Linked DNA regions of Sus scrofa: region 2 is linked to region 1. The links are chromatin contacts, called in public Hi-C maps. All regions are on one chromosome and are shown on one strand. The core of a region is the stretch at or near the end of the contact, and the rest is flanking DNA. Distances in the headings are between cores, read along the strand shown. Region 1 holds the start of PSMD2 (proteasome 26S subunit, non-ATPase 2). Region 2 holds the start of FAM131A (family with sequence similarity 131 member A).

Region 1 (5,864 bases), core at 3-2,502:
AATAGTTTTACCTTATTCTCCCCAGGGGCCATGTTCTCATAGATCTCCTTCAGTTTGCCATAGTGTGGACGCAGAAATTTAAGAGGCTTGGGTACTGATGTCATGGAAGTTGTAGAAGAACGAATCTGTCTCCGCAGTTCTTCCAGGGCTGGTCGGTACAGGGACGTGTCCTTCTCCTGATCAGGAGATGTTAGGGCTCAGACAAAAGGAGTCTCATCCCTTAAGTCATAATATAGAAGTGTTTAACAACTTCCCTAGGAAAGGAACTGTGTCTGCAATTGCCCGCCTCCTTGCACACGCCTGGCACAAAAACAAATGTCTCCAGGTAAGAGTTCAAGAATGGCTTCTCCCACAAGACAAGGCTATAAAATCTTTCAATTATCTTTTTTCCTCCCTTTCCTCACAACATGGTTCTAACACTGATGGACCTAAAATATGGTCCATCGTTCCCTATACCTCACCTATGAGTTGTTGCCCCAAAGTGGAATAAAGCAAACAAGTGAGTAAGATTCATATATACACCAGCTCTTGCTGACATTCTGACTCACCCCAAGTCGTTCCACGAGCATCTCCAGTTCATCCTGAAGTTGTTTGTCCTCCTCAGACTGGAAGATTGGGGGAAGATGCGCATCAAGAGAAGGAATCCCAAACCCATCCTCCTCCCATTCACCCTGGGGCAGGTGGAGAGTGAGTCCGCCTCCTTAGGAGGCATCAGGTCGACAAGGGAAGAGAGAGGAATGGAAAGCCCTGGTGGGAAGGCCGCCTGGCTTCTGGGCCAGGCTCTGCTCGAACGCCGTTTTGAAAAGCGGGGGTGACAATGACACGCCCGGGCCCACAAGAGATGGTGATGAGGCCTGGTAGGGGCGGAGGAGGTAACAGCGCGGAATGGAGGATGGGGGGTAGAAAGGCAGGGCGCCGGGAGCCCCGAGGATCGCCCTATCCGCCCTCTCCCCCGCACTGTGCGGCCGTTGGGAGTCGAGCCCGAGGCCTGCGGAGCCGCCGTGACTCAGCCCGCCGCGGCCTCCTCCGCCGGCTCCCGGGGCTGCGCCTCACCAGCTCCTGCTCTTTGTCCTTGTCCCCGGCATCTCGCCGCTCCTTGCTGCTCGACTTCTCGTCCCCGCCGCCGGGGGACGTCGCTGGGGGCTGCTGAGTCTGCAGCGACGCCTTATCCCGGCCGCCCTCCTCCATCTCTGCTGCCACTGCCGGCCCGCTGCGCGCACACCGTGCGCACCGCCCGGTTTCCCAGAGGGCCTCGCGCTCTTCGCCCACGGCGCCCCTCCTTCTCCAGAGCCCGCCTGCGACCGGAAACGCCGCGGCGCCCCACCTACCCCGGCGGCCTGGGAGCCCTTGCCCTCCGACCCCGCCCTCCGAAGCCGCAAGGAAACTACAATTCCCAGTTTTCCGGGCGCCGGCTCGAACCTGGAGTTTCCTGAGCTGTCGGGATTTGGGGCGCCTGCTGCTGTAGGAGTTGAGCCGGCTGCGAGCCGAGACTGCCCCTAGGGTCCCTTATAGCGGTGTGAATAGAACCTACAGTGATACTCCAGTTTGCAACGTGGTGGGATCAACAGACAAGATTCTTGAACTCCAGGACGCTTGAATGCCCTCTGTGTGAAGTCTGTGTAATATGTGTTTATAACCCACAACACTATGGAATATTAACCTCATAACATCCCCCACCTCCCCATTTCACCCCCCTCCCCCGCGCCTTGAGGAAGGTGCTCTGATATTACATGTGGATACCATCTTAAAATCACAGGGTTGCCAGATGGAGTAGAAATGAATACATGGGGAGTTCCCGTCGTGGCGCAGTGGTTAACGAATCCGACTAGGAACCATGAGGTTGCGGGTTCGGTCCCTGCCCTTGCTCAGTGGGTTAATGATCCGGCGTTGCCGTGAGCTGTGGTGTAGGTTGCAGACACGGCTCGGATCCCGCGTTGCTGTGGCTCTGGCGTAGGCCAGCAGCTACAGCTCCGATTCAACCCCTGGCCTGGGAACCTCCATATGCCGCAGGAGCGGCCCAAGAAATAGCAACAACAACAACAACAAAAAGACAAAAAAAAAAAAAAAAAAAAAAAAAAAAAAAAAAGAAATGAATACATGAAGTCCTAGGCACTAATGCGAAATCCTGGAACTGAAAACAAAAGAAGATAAGAGCTGTCTTTTTGACTTGTCCTCAGTCTGTCTTTTTTTTTTTTTTTTTTTTTTTTTCTTTTTACGGTCACACCTGTGGGATATGGAAGTTCCCAGGCTAGGGGTCAAATAAGAGTTGCAGCCTCAGGCCTAAGCAACAGCCACGGCAACACCAGGTCGGAGCTAAGCCACATCTGCAATCTCTGCAGCAGCTTTCAGTGCCAGATCCTTAACCCACTGAGCAAGGCCAGGGATCAAACCCTCATCTTCATGGATACTAGTCTGGTTCTTAACCCACTGAGCCACAATGGGAACTCCTGATTTTTATTTATTTTTTTCTGCTTTTTAGGGCTGAACCCACAGCATATGGAGGTTCCCAGCCTAGGGGCTGAATCGGAGCTACAGCTGCCGGCCTACACCACAGCCACAACAACATCAGATCTGAGCTGCATCTGCAACATACACCACAGCTCACAGCAGTGCCAGATCCTTAACCCACTGAGCGAGGCCAGGGATTGAACCCACAACCTCATGGTTCCTAGACGGATTCATTTCCGCTGCCCCATCACGGGAACGCCAGAACGACTGATTTTAAATGACATATGTTTTTTTCTGCAAAACCTTTTGAGTCTGGTAGGATTGTATCCATTTTATAGAGGACATTTAAAATATGTGGTAGAATCAGAATATGAATATTGATCTTTCAGACTCCCAAGCTCTTGGCTATTTTAGCAAACCTCAAAGTTCTTCAGTTAGAGCTATGTGTATGTATCTGGAAGGTGAGAAAAGAGAAGTAACTCTTCTCTCCTTAATCTGGTGGGATCATTCACCATTTGGCCTGGAGTCTTATTTTATGGGTCCTGAGGCATTGAAGAATGCCGAAAGTGTTTGTTTAAAACAAACAAACTACCTGGCCCAGCGCAGTTAGCACTGAATGAACACTGGCTAAATATCTGTACAGATATAGATGTAAAGATCTGATGCCCTCCTTTTTTTCCAGGTGCAGCTGCAGCATGTGGAAATTCCCAGGCCAGGGATCAAACCCTCACCACAGCAGCAGCGGGAGCCACTAACCAGTGACAACAGCTAGATCCTTAACCCGATACACAGTAAGAGAATTGATGCCCACTTTATAACTTGTTCCTCTTTTCCATTCAGTGCTTGGATTCTGGGGATGACCTTCCATGGTCAGCTGACAAAAATTGGGCAATCCATAGCTGTTCTGCCTATTCTACATCTGGCTTCAAGATGTCCATACTTTGTTATGCTTTCTTCAATCCTCTGCAGAGGTATTTCTTCTAAATTTCTTTTTTTCTGTGACTTCCTTCTATCAGATTATCAGATTTTGTCTTCTATACAGGAAATAGCTCCACCAGCCCCTTAAAAGGCTGGCAGGTATTGAATGTTTGTTGTGCCATGTTTCAGCTTTTTTGTAGGTTTAAAATGTTTCAAAATATTTGAAAGAAAAAAATTAAATGTTTCAAAATAAAAGGTTGGAGATGGGTTAGAGAACATGAGCTTTAGAGAGGACAGATCTGGTGTTTAAAACCAAATTCTGGAGTTCTTTGGTGGCACAGCAGGTTAAGGATCCAGTGTTGTCACTGCAGCAGCTTGGGTAGCTGCTGTGGTGCACGTTTGATCCCTGGCCCAGAAGGTAAACTTCCGCATGCCCCAGACCCGGCTGAAAAAAAAAAAAAAAGAGAGAAAGGAAAAACACACACACAAAAACCCCAAATTCCAGGAGTTCCTGTGGTGGCTCAGCAGGTTAAGAACCCAGCTTAGTGTTTGTATGAATGCAGGTTCAATCCCTGGCCTTGCTCAGTGGGTTAAGGATCCAGCATTGCCACAAGCTGTGGTGTAAGGCACAGATGTGGCTCAGATCCAGCTTTGCTGTGACTGTGGCATATGCTGGCAGCTGTAGCTCTGATTTGACCCCTAGCCCGGGAACTTCCATATGCTAAAAGTGTGGCCCTAAAAAGCAAAACAAACAAACAAACAAACAAACAAAAAAAACCCACTGCCTTTCATCAGCTGTGATACTTGAGCAAGCTTCCTAACCTCTCAGCTTGGTTTCGCCTGTGATATGTGGGTAATAAAGTATCTCCCTCATCATTTTTTATGAGAATGAAACAAGGCAGTGTATACAAAGTGCCTGTCTAGGTGCCTGGCAACTGGAGAGGAGGCAGCTGTCATTTTCCAACTTCCTCAAATTTGTAGTGCTGCCCCTTACTCCCCACCTCCAAGCACTCAAGCCCCAAGCCTCCCTGGCCAAATGCAAATGTCTAGCAGTTATTTTCAAGGCCTCGTGATAACACTGATATCCTGCCTGAAGTTTTATTTCAGTCCAGTTGCTCTCCCAGAAGCACCTCTTGCTACCATTTGGCCAAACTCCCAGCCTTATGACCAAATTGCTCTCTAATCAGGGGGGCAACCTATTACCTGTCCCTTCCTACCAGCTTCCTTCCAATTGCATCCACTAACCAGCCATGCTTCCCCCAAACTTCTGGCCTGAATTCTCGAGCTACACATTTTGTGGATGGCTCTAATCATCTGAGAATCCCTCAACTCAAAGTATCACTTATGTAACACCAAAAATGCTCCAGGCAGGACACAGAATTGCAATGTTCCCACTGGGTTGCTACTTTCTTTGTGTGGTATTTTTCAAAAACAGATTGCATTGTGGTCCTTCTTATTGTTAATTCCCAGGACTGAAAGCAGTTTTTACAATCCCCTCTTTTTCATGCCTGCTGTTACAACTTCCCATCTAAAGACTCTCACCTGCCTCCTTCTGATCAGCAGAAACATTTCACCATTTTTGAGCGTAGCTATTCCTTTGAGATGAGCAGCCTTTTCACATTGCTATTCCTTCTGTACGGAATGCTCTTCACTGTTTTCAGCTAGCAAATTCTCCCATCCTCTGTACCTCAGCTCAGTACCACCTGTTTAGGAAGCCTTTCCTGTTTTTTTGTTTTGTTTTGTTTAGGGCCTCACCCGCAGCATATGGAGGTTCCTAGGCGAGGGGTCCAACTGGAGCTACAGCTGCTGGCCTACACCACAGCCACAGCAACGCCAGATCCTTAACCCACTGAGCGAGGCCAGGGATCGAACCCGCAACTTCATGGTTCCTAGCTGGATTCTTTTCCACTGTGCCATGAGGGAACTCCAGCCTTTCCTGTTTTATCCTTCAAGTTATTCATTTCTTCCCTGTGCTCCTATCATGCTTAGTACATACCTCTCCCTCCCTCCACTGAGTTCTCAGAGGACAGGCACTGTGTCTTATTTATGTTTATGCCTCTAGCACTCAATTTAATACATGGCTCGTGGTAGGTCTTGACAAATAGTTGTTGAATAAATGACTGACTGAATGGATTTGTATCTATCTTCAGGTCGTCTTTGTATATAATAATGACCCATTGGGGGCTCTCTTTGGAGCCCAGAGCCCAGCATTTGGAAACTATCAGGAGTCTCCATTTGTGAGTCGTGATAGGTCTACTAAAACTGTACTTATTTTATGGGAGACTCTATTCCAACCTGACACTTCCAGGGCACTTCCAAGTGTGAAATCACATTGTTTGGCATATGGTACCTCATTGCACATGGGAATTAGTTGAACTTCCAATGGGATGGTGTGGGGTATAGCCTAGAACCTTACAAATAACTCATGTGTCCACTCAGGAGCACCATCCTTTATTCTTCCTTCTGCCTTAATACACCAGAATATATCACAGATGCAT
Region 2 (6,613 bases), core at 3,417-5,916, 40 kb before region 1:
GGCTCTAATGTATCACCCACCTTGGAGAACTTGTTAATTAGCTGGAGGGGTCAGGGTGGGTGGAGGCAATCTTCAAAGGCGAAGAGGGGGGTGGGGGAGAGCCTGTGAGGCTTGAACCCAGAAGCTACAGAGAAAGTCAGCCATGTGGTTCAAAGAGTGGAAGATGAAAGGAGGGCCTTTGCACAGCTGCACGGCCCCCACGGGGTCCTCTCTGCAAGCCCCAGCCCAGAGAATGGCCCACAGGCAGGCCTCGGCTGGAAGGCAAGGATGCTGAGCTGAAGCCAGCAGCCCTGTAGGTGGCCCAAGCCCAGCAAGCCTTCCTGTTTGCCTGGGCCCCAGCCCTGTGATGAGCTATGTGCTGCTGCACTGTGCCTCCTCTGTGCTGCCAGAAGGCTGCCTTGAGAAAGGTAAGGCACAGATCCTCCCAGAGATCAGCCCCACAGAAGGTATTGCTGAGGTCTCTGGGATTTTTCTTGTGGAGGACTGCAAGGCACAACTGCACAAATAGGCAGAGAAGGCTCAGTGCCTGTGGGAAAGGAAGCACTCTATTTCCAATTGCTGATTGCCCACCCAGTGGACAACCCACCCTGGAATGTCAAGGACCGCCTGGACAGAGCCTGTCCCTCTCCTCTTCCGCAAGCTGAGGACATTCTGGATCTCCCCTACCAAAACTAAGGCTGAGCTCTGAACCACAAGGCCTATCAGGCAGTTCCAGCCCAGGTGGCAGCACTAGCAGGAGATGTCCCCTCACCTGAGTCAGTTCCCCCAACAAAGTCCTCATCATAGGATTCATCGGTGGAGTCCTCACCATCCACCGAAGACCATGCCCGGAGCTTGGCTTCTGCAATGGCAAACTGCTCGGCCACTCCTGACAGGAAGGGCACAGAATTCATTTAGCAGAGAGGGCGTGTGAAGACTAGGGCTCAGCTTGGACACACAGAAGGGAAGACACAGGGGTATAGAAAGACTCCGACCCCCACATCAGGCCTGAAGAGATGAGTGCAAGCATCCCTATGACAGATGGGTGGCTTGACCCTCTTTCTGTACCTACCTGCTGCAAAGCGAGCCTCTTGTTCACCCTCACTGAGGTCCGAATAGGAGGAAAAGGCTGATTCCAGGGCTGTGGGAGAGTCACTGGGCTTGCTCCAGCCCTTCCACTCAATGAGGTGAGCCACTCGGCCCTGGGCCATAGCAGTGGGCTTGGTCACGTGGTCCTTCACCACCTGGGAAATACCTGGAGGCGGGGCAGAGTGAGAGAACTTGGTAAGGGCCCAGGCCAGGGAGCACCTGGGAGGGAAGTGGAAGGGTGGCGGTGGTTAGGGACCACATGTGCCTTTGGGTGGAAGAAAGGGCATGGGACTCATCTGAAAAAGGGAGTGAAAGGGTGATCCCAGCAAGAGCTCACAGGAAACAGTCCCCAAGGGCATGTGCAAAAGAGAGAGGAAAGGAGCAAATGGCCAGAGGCATGGGAGGGCATGCCTACCATGCAGGGAGGATCTGGCCAGCGCAGCAATCTCCTGGATAGTTAGGGCTCTCCGGGACTTGGGCAGCATCGCGACTGTGTCTCCAACATTCACCTTGGGGGACAGCAGCAGAGGGTAAGTGCCCCCCGCATGCCCACACTCCACCCAAGGCATCAAGGGGATATGGGAGCTGGGAAGAGATGCTAGGGCAGCACTTATGTCCCAGTGGCTGCTGGGACATGTAAGAGAGTAAGAAGCCAGGATCAGCAAACTGTGTCCTCCCAGGAAGCAACAGAGACTCCGGCAGGCCCCAAGGAGCAGAGCTGCTGCTAACCCGCCACGTCTCAGCTTGCAGAGGGGAAGGCAGCAGGCTGGAAGTAAATGGAGTAGGGCCTTGGAGGAGAAGAGGAAGAGAGAAGGGAATGGCATCGGACACTTCCTCCAGGTCCTCTCCCCCTTGTCCCTCTCCCTCCTCTCAGTTTTCAGAACCCCATTCTAGCTATTTCTAGAGCCTACTAGGGCCACCAACTGAGCATGACAAAAACCAAGCCCAACACCTTCTCCCCACATCTGGCCCTGCTTCCAGACTTCCTTACTTCGCATCACCCTGCCACTCTCCCATTCAGCCTGGCTCCAAACCTCAGCATTGCCATCAGTTCTCCCCTAAGCCTTGCTGACCTGCACCTGTTGTGAAGACCTACTGATTCCACCTCCCAAGTGCCTTTTATACTACCCTCCCTGCTTCTACTCCCGCCGCCACTGCTCTTCCTCAAGAGCAAGCCCTCAGTGCCCTTTACCCAGATTAGTGCAAGTGGTTGTCCCCCAGGCTCCAATTCCGTGCTGTTTTCTCAGCCCAGAATGTTGGGTAAGTGTTCCCCTCCCCTCTTCCCATGATCATCTGGCTCTTTCTCATCTTTTGGGTTTTGGCTGAAATAACACTCCCTCAGAGAACCCTCCTGGCCAGCCTACCAGTTGTCCATTCTTCTTCTGTGGTCTGTAACAAGTCACCATCCTCTATCAGCGTACCCTCTCTGTGTCATTATGGTCTATTTTGTGTGTTTCCTTACTTCTTGTTGGTCTTTTAACTCTTTCAGGAATTCAGTCTCTTTTGGTCACTGTTGCAGCCTTGTGTTTAACACAGTGATGGTAGAGTGGTCTCTCAAAATACATAGGCTGAATGAACGAGGCAGAGTATAAATGTAAAAAAATAATTTCCCTGGAGTGCAACTGGTAACAACACGTCCCTATTTAGGATCTTTTCTGGGTTCCTCCAATGCCCAATAAGCTGCAAGCTTCACAGTCAGGCACTGAAGGAACCCACTCGGTGAGGCCTCGGCCTCTCCAGGCCTGCTTGGAATTCACCACTGACCTCCTCTGCCCAATAAAAGCCCACCTCTCCACCTCCCCTGTCAACAAGCAGCCCCCAACCTCCACCCGCCTCCAGGCAAAGGAACTCAGCTTTCTCCTAGGCTAAGAATACTGTCCTTGCCTAACAAAACACCCCTACCTTTTAAGGCTTCAGTCCACAGTTTCTCTGTCTTGGATACCTGCAACCCCACCCCAGCAGTGCCCTTGAATCTCTCCTGCGGGATCTTGGGATGGCAAGGCTTGGTTCACCTTGGTTCCTACCTCCACCCAGCAGCTGCCTCAGTGCTCCTTGGCAGTCCAGGCAAACATTTTCCTCAATGAATGAACGAAATCAGGACACGCCCCTTCCCCAGCACTGCCTAGGCTCTCCCATATCACCTTCCCACCCTCAGAAAAGGGACTCCACCTGCCCCTCGACCTCAGGCCCACCCACTGTCCCTCCCCTTCAGTACCTGGCTGACAGGGCCCCCAGGGTGGCGCAGGCAGCTTCTGGCCAGGCCTGGGAGGAGGAGCACCTGCTGGGTGTTTCCTAGCTTGCTCTCCCTCCCTCCCATCACTTCCCCCAGCCACTGCCATCCTTGCCTGCGCTCTGCGCAGCTGCGTCCCAGGCCCAGAGAAAAGGTGTATGTCTCCCTGGCAACCCATCACCATGCAACAGGGTCTCCTGGGATACGGCCTGGGATGCGCTGACGTCAGGGCCCAAGGCGCAAGCAAGCCCGCCGACTGGCACGAAGCCGAGCGGAGCAGACCGGTGCGGGGGCGGCATTGCCCCCCCCACCCCCCGCCAAAGCCGGATAGCGCCTCCGCTAGCAGGAAAAGGGAGCCAGAAGCAGGCTGGGGAAGCGGAGGTGGGGCACACAAATCCCCTTCACGTGGATGCGGGTCCCCGTCCCCCTCCCAACACAGGGGCCCAGCACCTCCGGCAAGTCCTGGCTGTCCACGGAAGAAGGGCGAGAGGACCGGCTCCAGCCTCGGAGGGTCCGAGCAGATCCCAAGGAAGATAGAGAGAGGCCCCGAGGAAGTTCGATCCACTCCACAGCCCAAGCCGGGTCCGAGGCCACTGAGGGTTGGGGAAAAGACTTTTCAGCTGGGCTCCCACTTCTGCCAAGGTCCCCATTTTCATCAGATGTTGCCATATCATTTCTCCTCACCGCTTCCCCCACCTCCCAGATATAAGGACCCACCTGGTGCTCACCACAAGTCTGAAAGCCCCTATCCCACAGCCTTGCCCTGACCTTCAAGCCTCTGGGGCCATTTTATGGCAGCCACTCCCCACTGTCCTCCTCAAGATATGTTCTGCCACCAAAACCCTAGGTATGAAACCTAAACTTTGACAAATTCTGAATTTTCTTGGGTTTCTCAGCCCCTCCTGGAAAGCATACCACATTCTTCCACTACCACCGTCGCCTCCTCCCCACAGTCACCTTGGGAGCTTTGCAGCCTTGCTTTGGTTCTTTTCCTCTCACCAGCCTCAGTTTGCATGAGCTCTTTACTCTTCTTTTCTGATAAACCAGTGATTTTTTTTTTTTGACCTTTGCCCCAGTCCCCTAAGGCTTTTTCCAGATGCCTTGTCCAGCCCCAGCCTCATTGTTCCTGTTTAGCCTGGTTCCCAATATCTCAACCAGAGTAATTTTCCTCTTGCCACCTGAGCACCCTACTCCTCAGCTTCCCATCACCTCCCAAATCATATCTATGTCTCCAGTCTCACCTCTGCGACTTGTCTGACAAGTCCATCGTCCTCCAGGCCCTTCACGCTGCCACAGAAACATTTTGCCCAGCACAGAAATCATAGGCATGCTGGCTGTGTTGATGCAGAGAACCAAAAGCCCAGAACAGCTCCAGGCTCAGCTCCCAGTTCTATTCCTATTTTGGCTCCGGATGCTGAGCCAGTCCCCTCCCCACTTGGAACCTGTGCCTAGTCACATAAGGAGAACACTTCTGCCTCATGGCTTTGAGGAGGTGGGAGTGCTGGGGCCCAGCCGAGCTCTCTGGAGCTCAGGGAGCTGAGAGAGGAGACCCATCCCTTAGACAATGCCAACAGGCAATGTACATCACAACTGACCTTTAGCTGGAGCAGCCGTCTCTGTCCCTGAGCTTCAGCCAGCTGGTGGTCCCCAGAAATGCTACCAACCAGAAGGAAGACACAAAGTTACAGGCCATCCCTGGCCCCTAGCTGGTACCTAATCAGGGCTCTCAAGGCCAGTCATGAGGCCAGCGAAGCTCTCCTGACTACAGGAGAGAATGACTTCCTGAACTCCAAGCCTTAGCAGGACCAGAAGGATCAGAGCAGCCTGCTGCTTCTCAGCTTCAAAAGTCAGGAGATTAATTTAGGACTACAAATCCCAGAATTCCTCATGGGAACTCAAGTACAGCGTAAATCTCAGGAGTTCCCACCCGCACAGTGGGTTAAGAATCTGACTGCAGCGGCTTGGGTTGCTGTGGACACATGGGTTCGATCCCCAGCCCAGTGGGTTAAAGTATGCAGCTTTGCTGCACCTGCAGGGTAGGTTGCAGATGCAGCTTGGATTCAACCTCTGGCCCAGGAACTTCCATGTGCAGCTGGTCCGACCATAAAAACCTTTTTTTTTTTAAAAAAAAAAAAGAACAAATCTCAGCTAATGTCTCAGGGCCAAAGAACCTCAAGTAACAACCATACCAAGGCCTGTGTGACTGACCACCTGCCCTGAAAGCCCAGGACCCATTCCAAACCCAGCCCTAATCATCACAAGTTCCTGCCTGGCCTTGAACTTGGGGAAATCCACGACACTAGAGTAAAGCAGGCTGGCCCACCTCAGACACACAGAATTAAGGCCAGGCAGGCCCCTGTGTGCACCACCATTCATGGGAACCAAGGTCCAAGCAGGGATTAGCAGTTGTGGGAAGGATGCCCTGATGGCCTCTCTCTGGGCTCCTATTTCCCTCCATAGGGTATGGTGATGTTTTTTGGTGAGAGTAGGGTAAAGAACTAAAACAGTTTTAAGAAGTGAGAGGTGATCAGGTGCTCACAGGTGCCCCCAGTGGGGCTGCGGTCGCCTTCATCAACCGGCAGACTCTGAAGGAGGTAATGAAGCCAAAAACTCCGTGGAAGGATGCTTGGCCAGCATTTGCAAGCTACCTCCTGAAGGGGGCTGGGACACTGCTAAGGCAGGTTCCCAGCATAGGGCCACTCCCAGGACTGAGAGAAGAGGTGTAGGCAGAGGGGGGTGACTGTGAGTGGGCGTGCAAGGGCAGTAGCCACGGGCTGAAGAAGGTTAACCAGCCCCTCCCTTAAGCTGTGCGCCTCCTGCCACCCTCAGCAGTGGGAATGCAGACAGAAAGACCACAAGTCCACCCTGCAAAGCCCAGAGGCAAGAAGGCCTTTGGAGCGAGCCCGACTCAGTTTAGCCCCCTCCCCGCTCGGGCCGCTCCCTCCTCTTGCCGGCCCGCCTCCCCAGTGCAGGCTCCTCCCTCTCCCAACACCGGCCCCCTCCTCAGGCCCCCCCTCCCCAACGGCCCGCACCCTCCGCCCCCAGCCGCAGCCAGGCTCCCCAACACCGGCCTCTGCCTCTTACCCTGACCCGCCGGGCTCCGAGAGCCAATACAGCCCATGGCCGGGGTACCTAGGCACGCTAGCCCGCACTCGGGGCCCGGGCCATCGCCTTGCAGAGGGTCGGGCCGCGGTCGCCGCACCGGGGAGGGGAAGAGTCGGTGAGAGGGGAGGGGGTGGGAGCCGCTCGTCCGCCAACGCTCCCGGGAGAGGGAACCGGGCCAGTGACGTAAGTGTGGGGGCGTGGCCTTCACGT

What was found. A called contact is a pair of places that touch in the nucleus more often than the background predicts.
Region 2: a contact with region 1 is called in a Hi-C map of embryonic fibroblasts, with 1.5 times the contacts expected there. The contact joins the promoter of FAM131A here to the promoter of PSMD2 in region 1. A contact is called at or near these places in 3 of 47 Hi-C or Micro-C datasets (embryonic fibroblasts, epiblast stem cells and undifferentiated spermatogonia) and 2 of 2 datasets of contacts at active chromatin or transcription factors (alveolar macrophages and skeletal muscle).

The regions. Positions count from the first base shown.
Region 1 is chr13:122,182,888-122,188,751 of Sscrofa11.1, reverse strand. PSMD2 (proteasome 26S subunit, non-ATPase 2) reads right to left here and starts at 1,252. Exons shown (of 21, transcript NM_001243477.1): 1 at 1,054-1,252; 2 at 549-605; 3 at 12-176. The coding sequence starts at 1,188.
Region 2 is chr13:122,225,928-122,232,540 of Sscrofa11.1, reverse strand. It overlaps FAM131A (family with sequence similarity 131 member A), which reads right to left and starts at 4,666. Exons shown (of 6, transcript NM_001243359.1): 1 at 4,540-4,666; 2 at 3,749-3,891; 3 at 1,484-1,577; 4 at 1,052-1,234; 5 at 752-868. The coding sequence starts at 4,627.